Linked DNA regions of Sus scrofa: all the other regions are linked to region 1. Evidence: chromatin contacts called from public HiChIP or PLAC-seq data. All regions are on one chromosome and are shown on one strand. Each heading gives the region's core, a stretch centred on a gene start, on an enhancer-like site or on the middle of the called end of the contact. The rest is flanking DNA. Distances are from core to core; before and after follow the strand shown. Region 1 has its middle 71 kb from the start of CDH5. Region 2 overlaps LOC102162742 (a long non-coding RNA gene). Region 3 overlaps LOC102162742 (a long non-coding RNA gene).

Region 1 (2,700 bases), core at 19-2,518:
GGGGTGGGGCGGGGAGGTGTGCAGGGACCTGGGTGGGTTTATAACAGATTGACCGGAAAGCTTGGAGGAAAAAGCTCGGAAAGGTACTCAGTTCTCCTGTGCTGGAGGCCAGACAAAGGAATCAGGCAGCCAGTGAGGATTCTGCTCTTGCATGTGTGGCACACGTTGGACACAGGTAAGGGAGGGCCACAGCTGAAAGTGAGGGCACAGCGAGTCCCTGTGCTGGAGGCATTGATGGAGCTTGGAGAAATCATTCTGACAGGCACATGCTCCATGCTTAGTTCTTCCCTGAAGCTGCTTTCCTTCTCCTGCCTTGTGGACCACCCATAGGCCAGCAGATGGACAGAGGCCTGGGTGGGTGGTGGGTGGGGAGAGAACTCCCACTCCCTCCCCATGGCTCCATCTAGCTGCTCTAAGCCTTGGCCTGGGCAGTTCACTCATGCTCATGGCCTGTCCCCCGATACCAGGGAACTTGAAATAAGATGCCCTGGACCCTCCACAAAATAGGGGCTCCAGCACTCCAGGACCGCCCTGTCTTAGACGAGAATTTTCTTTTTCCCACCACACCCCATTCCTTTTTTATGCCCTTTCCTCTTTCGGAATCAAGACTGCGTAGATTAACATCCTACCTTCCCCTCTAACTGTGTGACTTTGGGCAAGTTCCTAAGCCTCTCTGCGCCTCAGCGACCTCATTCATATGCAGATAACAGTAGGCCTATGTGGGAATCTTACCTGGAAATTGCTTAGAAGAGCCCCTGGCACTGAGGAAGGAAGTGCCCCTTAGCTATTATTAGGATGGCCAGGGTGGGAAGTGGGTTCTGCCTTTAGGACCTTAAACTCAGCACAGTAAAAGGGAGCTTTCAGACACCCTCCGCTGCCTGAGTTTAAAGTGAGGTCGGGTGAGGACGGGGGTCACACGAATGTGAGATTCTGCATTTAGGCATCACTGTTTGGGAGAAGAGCTAAGATCTCAAGGAGAGAATGCCCATTCTCTTTGGAGGGGGGGTGTATGTGACAGCAACGGGTCCATGCGGTCCGCTTTTAAATACGTAGACGGGGGGAATTTTGCCTGGGGCCTGAGGGCAGCCGTTTTGGTGCTGGCGGGGTCAGGTGGGGTACCGGGAAGCCCCGGCTGGCAACGGCGGCGACCTTCGCCCCTATGGCCGCCAGGTGGTGCTGTGGCCACGCGGCCGCCCGCCCGCCTCCCCGCCCGGCCCGGCCCCGCCCCGCTCAGCCCAGCGAGCCGCGCCTCCCGGCGGTGCTGCGGCCGCGCCCCCCGCGAGCAGCCCGCCAACGCTGCGCGGTCTCGGCTCCGCACCAGCCCCTTACTCCAGTCTCCGCTGCCCTCGCGGCGGTCACCGCGGGGAGCCGCCCGGCCCTGCGGAAGGTGGGACGCGCTGAGGCCTACCGCCCTTCCCGCCTCAGTTTGCTCGCCCGCGAAGCGGCGCTGCGCGCTCCCCTGGCGGCCACGCCTCCGGCCCACGCCTTCTGGTTTCGGGTTCTTATGGGTCACCGGCCCTGGAACGAGGTACCCAACAGATCCGGGTCCCTTCGTTTGTCCGGTCCGAGCTAGCGACTCCTCCTTCCTCCCTGCAGTCTCCCTCCTTCCCTTCTCCTTTCTCTCTTGCTATGGGTTCAGCAGAAGACTCTGCATTTGATTCTGGGTCTTTTCTCTCCGGAGGAGATGCCCACCCTGTGGCACTGGAGCGTCCATCCTGCCGCCCCCTGACCCTCCCCCTGGACACCCTCACAGGCACCTTTGATCTGATGCGTCCGGAAGTGAATTCATCACCCCCTCGCCCCAACCCCAGCCTGCTTTTTCTCCAGTGGCCCTTTCAGCCCCACCACCCCAAGAGGGGACAAAACCGTAGGGCCGAATGGCAGCCAGCAGCCAGATGAAGCCCACCTACCGGCTGCATCGGGGTGTGTGTGTGTGTGTTGCGGGGGAGTTAAATGGGAGTGTTCAGAGACCCAGGCCACACACTGACTGAAGCTGGCCCTCCCTGGGGCCCCCTGACTGTGCCTTTGGATGAAGTGCCCCCAGGATGCTGAACTTGGAGAGAACTGCCACTGGAAGGTCTCCGAGGCCACAGAGTATGGACCTCTGAAATCTGAGACGGGTGTGTAAATGTGCTATTGAGGTGTTCGGCTAAAGTACATACTGGCCCATTATAGTGTAAGAAGATCTAAATGTGAGCCTGTTAGGTGTGAGTCTCTGTGGACCCTGGGTAGGTGGTGTAGGGGTTCAGGGCCACGTGGGATGCTCCGAGGAGCAGGAAAAGGGGGGGCTTTGAGGAGGAAGGCAGGGGGGTCTGGAGCAAGGGGGGCTTCACGTTTTTAGAGCTAGGAGGAGCCTTTTATCCCCAGCTCCCCTTACTCTATTATTGGTCCAGACGCTGGCCCAGAGGGAGACAGTGAGTGAGGGCAGGCAGCCTTCCTAGAGGCAGTAGGGAGCTATAGAAAGTTCTAGAGCACTCTCCAGGATGAGAAGGTCATTTCTCCAACTAGAGGGGAGGGTCTGCAGGCCTCTCTCTGTCATCCAAGTCCTGGGCCTGGAGCCGATTCCTCTCCAGGGAATAGGGAAAGACCCTGGAGCCATGGCTAGTCTCTTTCAGGGACTGTGGACACAGATTCAAATGTGATGTCCCTTTATTGCTCCTCTGCGGAGAGGAGGTAGAGGGACCTCCGTCAGGGGCACCA
Region 2 (2,700 bases), core at 63-2,562, 400 kb after region 1:
GCCAAGATGAAGGAAGCTCCCAGGCAGGAGTGGAAACAATTGCTAGTGTCCTTTGCAACCAAAACAGTGGGTCTGATCTTCTGAGTTCTGAGAAGTCAATCAGTACATGAACGCAGAGAGAAAAGAGATCTAATTGTAGAGTTGGGTCTTTCTAATAAAAATGTATCATCTGAATTGAGTTAGCCTGTAACTCTAAAAGCGTTCCAGGTTTTGAAAATTTAGGATAAAAAAGGAAAAACAGGACTCATATTTTTTATATTTATTCTACATTGAAGTAATATTTGGGTATATTGGGTTAAATAGGCTATAGTAATATTAATGTCACCTCTTTCTTTTTACTTTAAAAAAATGTAACAACCAGAAAATTTAAAGTTACAAACACAGCTCACATGGTGTTTCTGTTGGAGAATGCTTCTCCAGGTGCTGCCGTGCCCACACCAGGAGGGACAGCCCAGCCCAGCCCGGCTCTCCCCTCTGTGAAGGTCTGGCAAATGGGCCTGAAGGTCAAGGCTTCCTGACACCCTAGTAGCTAGTTACAAGTGGACATAAGATGTTAGAGGCACAGTCCCCGAGTGCGACAGCTCAGCCCTCACCTTGCAAAGGAGAAAATGTTTTCTTGATCAGATGCGCCCGTGTTTCTTTCCACCTTGTTCATCATCATGTGTCCCTCTAGTGATGCAGAAACTCTTGTCCTAACTTTGTAAATCACATGCATGGCGAATGTGAGATCTCCAGCCTAAAGTCACACAGTGTAGACAGGATCCAACCCTAGATCAAGGGCAAATCCTCTCCTCCAATGTCATTTTCAGACCCTGGGTAGTACTGCTTTCTGGGAGCTCGCCCCTTAGCGTGGTGGCCCTTTCACCTTTCTCAGGTGGGAGACTAAGACCCAGAAAGAGACAGAGACTTTGTCGAGGGTCCTGCTGCCAACTGTCTTCAGCAGCAGCAGCAGTAGCAGCAGCAGCAGCCTCCTTCCAGATAGATTTCCAGGGAAAGAAAGAGTCTGTACCCTCTGGAGCTGGGGGAAATGGGCCTCTCTTCTCCTGACCCATTAATGTGGGACAAGAATCCAAGGTTTGTTGGGCACGGGCTTGAACCAGGAAAAATGCTGACAAGCTGATAGTGGCCTGGTTGAGAGTGAATGTCCCCTTCCCTCCCCCGCCCCCTGGCTACTGACCCCTTCCAGGGGCTACACTGCCTCTGGCTTTCCTGCCTCCAGGGACACTGGCAGCTGCAGATGCTGCAGGCTGGGTGGGGATGGCACTGGCTCTGGGTGACGCATGCAGGCACCAGCCGCTGCTGATCTCACCCAGGATTCGGGGCTGGGAGCCAGGCAGGCGGAGATAAGGCTCACCCTGGTGACAGGACCTCCCACACGCTGTTTATAAGCACAGCTCCTGCCATCTGGGCCCTGTCCCCATGCCTGGCCTCCGTCCTGGGAAGCCAAGCTGTGTCACACACACGCAACTCTGCACTTTGATGCATCCCAGGCCTGAGTGTTTAGGTAGAGATGCGAGATGGAGCAAAGGCTCAGCCCTGTCGTGGGCCCTGAAAACCCAGCCCCAGGGAGGACCATCCGTAGGCAGCTCCACAACAGGCGCCTCAGAACCTAATCCTAGGGAGCTTATTGGAGACCGTACCCGAGGCTTGGTGATGAGGTGCCTGGCTCCCCAGCTCTGCCACCCCCTGCCCTGGGGGTGTGACAGCAGCTCAGGAACTGGATGGGCTGCTCCCTTGCTCCCCTGTGTCCCCTGTAGTCATGGCTCTCCATTGATTGACAGCATCTCATATCCCTAAAAATTACATTCTTTATCTGAAAAGAAACACCCTGGAATGTTAGCAACAGTAAATGTCTTTGGGTGCTGGGTCTGTGGATGATTTTTCTATCTCTAATTTCCTTTTCTTTACTCTGAACACTTTCTTCATGGAGCCTATATTACTTTAGAACAATAATATTTGAACAAAGTTGTTTTTTTTTTTTTTTTTTTTTCCCCTGCCCAGAAGGCAAGATATGACTTCCATGGAGCAGATTGTCTCCTTGGAGCGAAGATGACTGTTTCTGAATTTGCCCCAGGCCCACCCACATCCCCACATGCTTCATCCTCTTTTTTGCCTCATCCCTGTTTCCTCTTTCTCAGGGGGAAAAAAAAGTGCCGTTCTCTTGAAGCTGGGGGCTTTATATACCTCATTTCATCATCAGAAATAAAGCCAGACGTGAGAAGGAAATGCCATGGAGGAGGAGAGCTCTTTGATGCTGGGTCCAGAGTTTCCCGCATCCTTGCTCCGTGCTTGTTCCACAGCTACAATCGCTTTCATCTCACACTGTTACACCGTTCCTCCATTCCCGGCACAACCTCGGAGCATCCACTGGACATTTCCATGACTGTTGTCTGTCCTCCCCTCCTACAGATTGTATTAGGATTCTCATTTATACAATAACTCAAGCTGGGAATTTAAACCTCTGAGGTCATCTTTTTCTTTCTCCATTTAGTCCAGTGATCTGAGGAGCAACTGACCCCCTTCTTTATATTTGTTGGTTTATCAAAAATGTTTGAAAGTGTCATATGCACAGTCACCCAGCCCCATGGTTCTTATGAGTGGCTAATGAGGAGTACACGCTGCTGCTATTTTGTGTAGCTTTACTATCACGTTATGCCCTGGATGATCAGTGGTCTCTTTGCTACTGGAAATAGAGTCATT
Region 3 (2,700 bases), core at 15-2,514, 460 kb after region 1:
ACCTCCATGTGTGCTGTGGGTGCAGCCCCCCAAAAACCAAAAAAACCAAAAAAAAAAAAAGGAAAAGAAAAGGGAAGGAACTAGGCCTTGGTTTCCCAGCCGGGACGGGGGTCAGAGCCCCTGGGCTCCGTTTGTCAGGCCCCATGGAAGTTCTGAGCTGTGGGTGCCCTATGCTGGCCTTGGGTGAATGGTGGGGCCAATTCTAAAATGAAGAGCCAGATCAGACGACTCAGTGTTCAAGGTCAAGGCCAAGCAACCGTGAGCTGAGGGCTGGGCAGTCCACCCTCTGCAGCCATCTGAGGGGGCAGTGGTCCAAAGCCCAGAGCCCTGGAGTCCCCTCTGCTCCCTACATCCTTCCTTCTTCTTCCTGCCTCCACCTCCCAGCACACCCGACACAGGACTCAGAACACCAGAGGGGAGCATCACCATCTAAGCACCTGAGTGGTACTCAGTACATAGGCAGCTCTTCATGGCCCAGCTGTTCATGGAGCTGGATGACCTGGTGGTCCAGGCCCCTGGGAGGGCTGGGCTGGGCTGGGCCTGCACAAGAGCCCAGCACTGCCTGCCTTTCTCAGACCAGCCTTCATAACTGGGGTCATTTGCCCTGCCCTTGTTTTTCTCCTAGTCCATGTCTGCCTCCTCCAACATGTTTTCTTCGGTTTATTTGTCCCTTGGTTCCGTTTTTTTTTTTTTTTTTTTTTTTTTTTGCTTTTTAGGACCATACGCAAGGCACAAGGAAGTTCTCAGGCTAGGGGGTCAAATCCGAGCTACAGCCGCTGGCCTACACCATAGTCACAGCAACACCAGATCTTTAACCTATTGAGTGAGGCCAGAGATCAAACCTGTGTCCTCATGGATCCTAGTCGGATTCAGTTCCACCAGGCCACAGGGGAACTCCTCCATTGCTTTTGAATGTCTCTTTCCAACTCCGTTCATTTCCTTTTCGATCTGCCCTACTCTCTTTTTCCTCTCTTGCCACATCCTTCTCTTCCTTGGATCTCTCTCTCTCTCTGTTGCCATCCCTGGCCCCTGCCCTCGCAGGTTCTCCCTTTGCAGAGCTCAGCCGGCTTCACACAGAGCCCAGCTCCTTCCCAGCTCAGCCCCATCTCACCCGGGAGCTCTGTGTCCTGAGCCCTGATGGAGAGGCTCCCCCTCTGGCCTTGTCCCCAACCCCTCCTTCTGTGAGGTCCTCTCTCAGCCTGGAGATGTTGATGAAGGGCCCCCTTCACTGCAGACGGGGGCCTGGTGCTCTGAAGAGTGGATGGGGCTAAAGGGGCAGGAAGCCAAGATGTGAGGGCTCAGCCCTGGCTCTGCTCCCCAACCCTTCTCTGTCTGCAGGGCTCCCCTTCCAGAGACACCACTTGCCCTCACTCACCACTCCCACAATGCATGCAGGGTGTCCGGGACTGGGCTGTCTGCAGAGTGGGTCCTCAGTAGATGCCACCCCCATGTCCCCAGCCATCTTCCTGCTGTATTCCAGGGGCAGCCCTTTACCTCTCTGGTCTAAGACCATTCAGAAACTCCACATTCAGTAAGCAGTCACTGAGCACCTCCTGTGTGCCTGATACTGTGCTAGGTGCTGTCCTAACCCCTGTAGAGCAGGGAACAAGCTGGGCCCTTCTCATCGAGGGGCTCATGTTCCATGAAGAGATGCTCTCACAAGCTAAGACAGAGGATGTATTAAGTTTTTCTGGTAAAGATGAGGGTGGTTGTGGCAGGGACTAGAAATTTCCAGGTGGAAGGACAGCCGCTGTGAAAGCTTGGAGGGCAAAGAGAGCATCTCTCCCCTCTCTTGTTCCCCAGGAGAATGCACCCTCATCCTGCAGGATGCAGCCCAGCCTGGCCCTCCCTCCCCCGAGTTCCTATGGCACCTCTGCCTTCCTCCAGGAAAGCCTGGTCTCTACCTGCCGACAGGTGTATCTCTGAAATTCCAGAGCCTGGCTCCACACCTGGATAATCAATCTCCATCAGTGCTGTTGAGTTCTATACATGAATGGATGGAAGGGTAATGAACTTAAAAAAACTTCCTGTTGTGGCTCAGTGGTTAGCGAACCTACTAGCATCCACGAGGATGTGGGTTTGACCCCCGGCCTTGCTCAGTGGGTTAAGGATCCTGTGTTGCCGTGAGCTGTGGTACAAGTCACAGACAAGGCTTGGATCCCAAGTTGCTGTGGCTGGGGTATAGGCCGGCAACTATAGCTCCGATTGGAACCCTAGCCTGGGAACCTCCATATGCCATGGGTGTGGCCCTAAAAAACAAAAAAAAAAAAAAAAAAAAAAAAAAAAGGCGTTCCAGGCAGAGGCCTGGCCTGAACTCCAAGGCTGCCAAAGCTTACTCTGCCTGCGCAGGCTCCCTCAAAAAGCCCCAGTGTCCTGGGGATTTTGCAAAGGCTGATCCATCATTATCTCAGGCTGCCAAGAACTCCTTTTTCTCAGGAAATCAAACTAACCCCCAAATATTGGGTGTGTTTGTGTGTGTTTCCTGCAAGCTGAGGCTTGGCTTTCGAGAAGTAATCAATTCCAATTGATTGGCAAAATCTGACTTGCCTTCTCTCGGCCAACTTTGGATGGTAAAGTTCATTAAAAGCGGGCCTCTGGCAAGCCGACACCCCTCAGCGCTACGGTAATAAGGGCTGATTATGCCAAGCAGCAGGATCTGCCCTAAAGAGTCCCTGGCATGATTTTGTGGGGACTTGCCCA

Evidence for each region. HiChIP or PLAC-seq counts read pairs in DNA pulled down with a chosen protein or histone mark.
Region 2: a contact with region 1 is called in an H3K27ac HiChIP or PLAC-seq map of skeletal muscle, with 5 times the contacts expected there. The contact joins two enhancer-like sites. A contact is called at or near these places in 1 of 47 Hi-C or Micro-C datasets (heart right ventricle) and 1 of 2 datasets of contacts at active chromatin or transcription factors (skeletal muscle).
Region 3: an H3K27ac HiChIP or PLAC-seq map of skeletal muscle shows a contact between it and region 1, with 5 times the contacts expected there. The contact joins two enhancer-like sites. A contact is called at or near these places in 6 of 47 Hi-C or Micro-C datasets (embryonic fibroblasts, heart right ventricle, omental adipose tissue and 1 more) and 1 of 2 datasets of contacts at active chromatin or transcription factors (skeletal muscle).

Annotation. Positions count from the first base shown.
Region 1 is chr6:27,036,424-27,039,123 of Sscrofa11.1, reverse strand. No RefSeq gene overlaps it. Among named protein-coding and RNA genes, the nearest start is that of CDH5, 71 kb to the left of the region's middle. Within about 2 kb of position 1,268, at least 27 of the 83 cell types and tissues checked have an H3K27ac peak or open chromatin away from gene starts, as enhancers often do. A contact at or near this core is called in omental adipose tissue and skeletal muscle, where this site is marked.
Region 2 is chr6:26,641,198-26,643,897 of Sscrofa11.1, reverse strand. All of the region lies in intron 2 of LOC102162742 (a long non-coding RNA gene), which reads left to right. Among named protein-coding and RNA genes, the nearest start is that of CDH5, 470 kb to the left of the region's middle. Within about 2 kb of position 1,312, at least 8 of the 83 cell types and tissues checked have an H3K27ac peak or open chromatin away from gene starts, as enhancers often do.
Region 3 is chr6:26,574,530-26,577,229 of Sscrofa11.1, reverse strand. All of the region lies in intron 7 of LOC102162742 (a long non-coding RNA gene), which reads left to right. Among named protein-coding and RNA genes, the nearest start is that of CDH5, 530 kb to the left of the region's middle. Within about 2 kb of position 1,264, at least 9 of the 83 cell types and tissues checked have an H3K27ac peak or open chromatin away from gene starts, as enhancers often do. A contact at or near this core is called in omental adipose tissue and skeletal muscle, where this site is marked.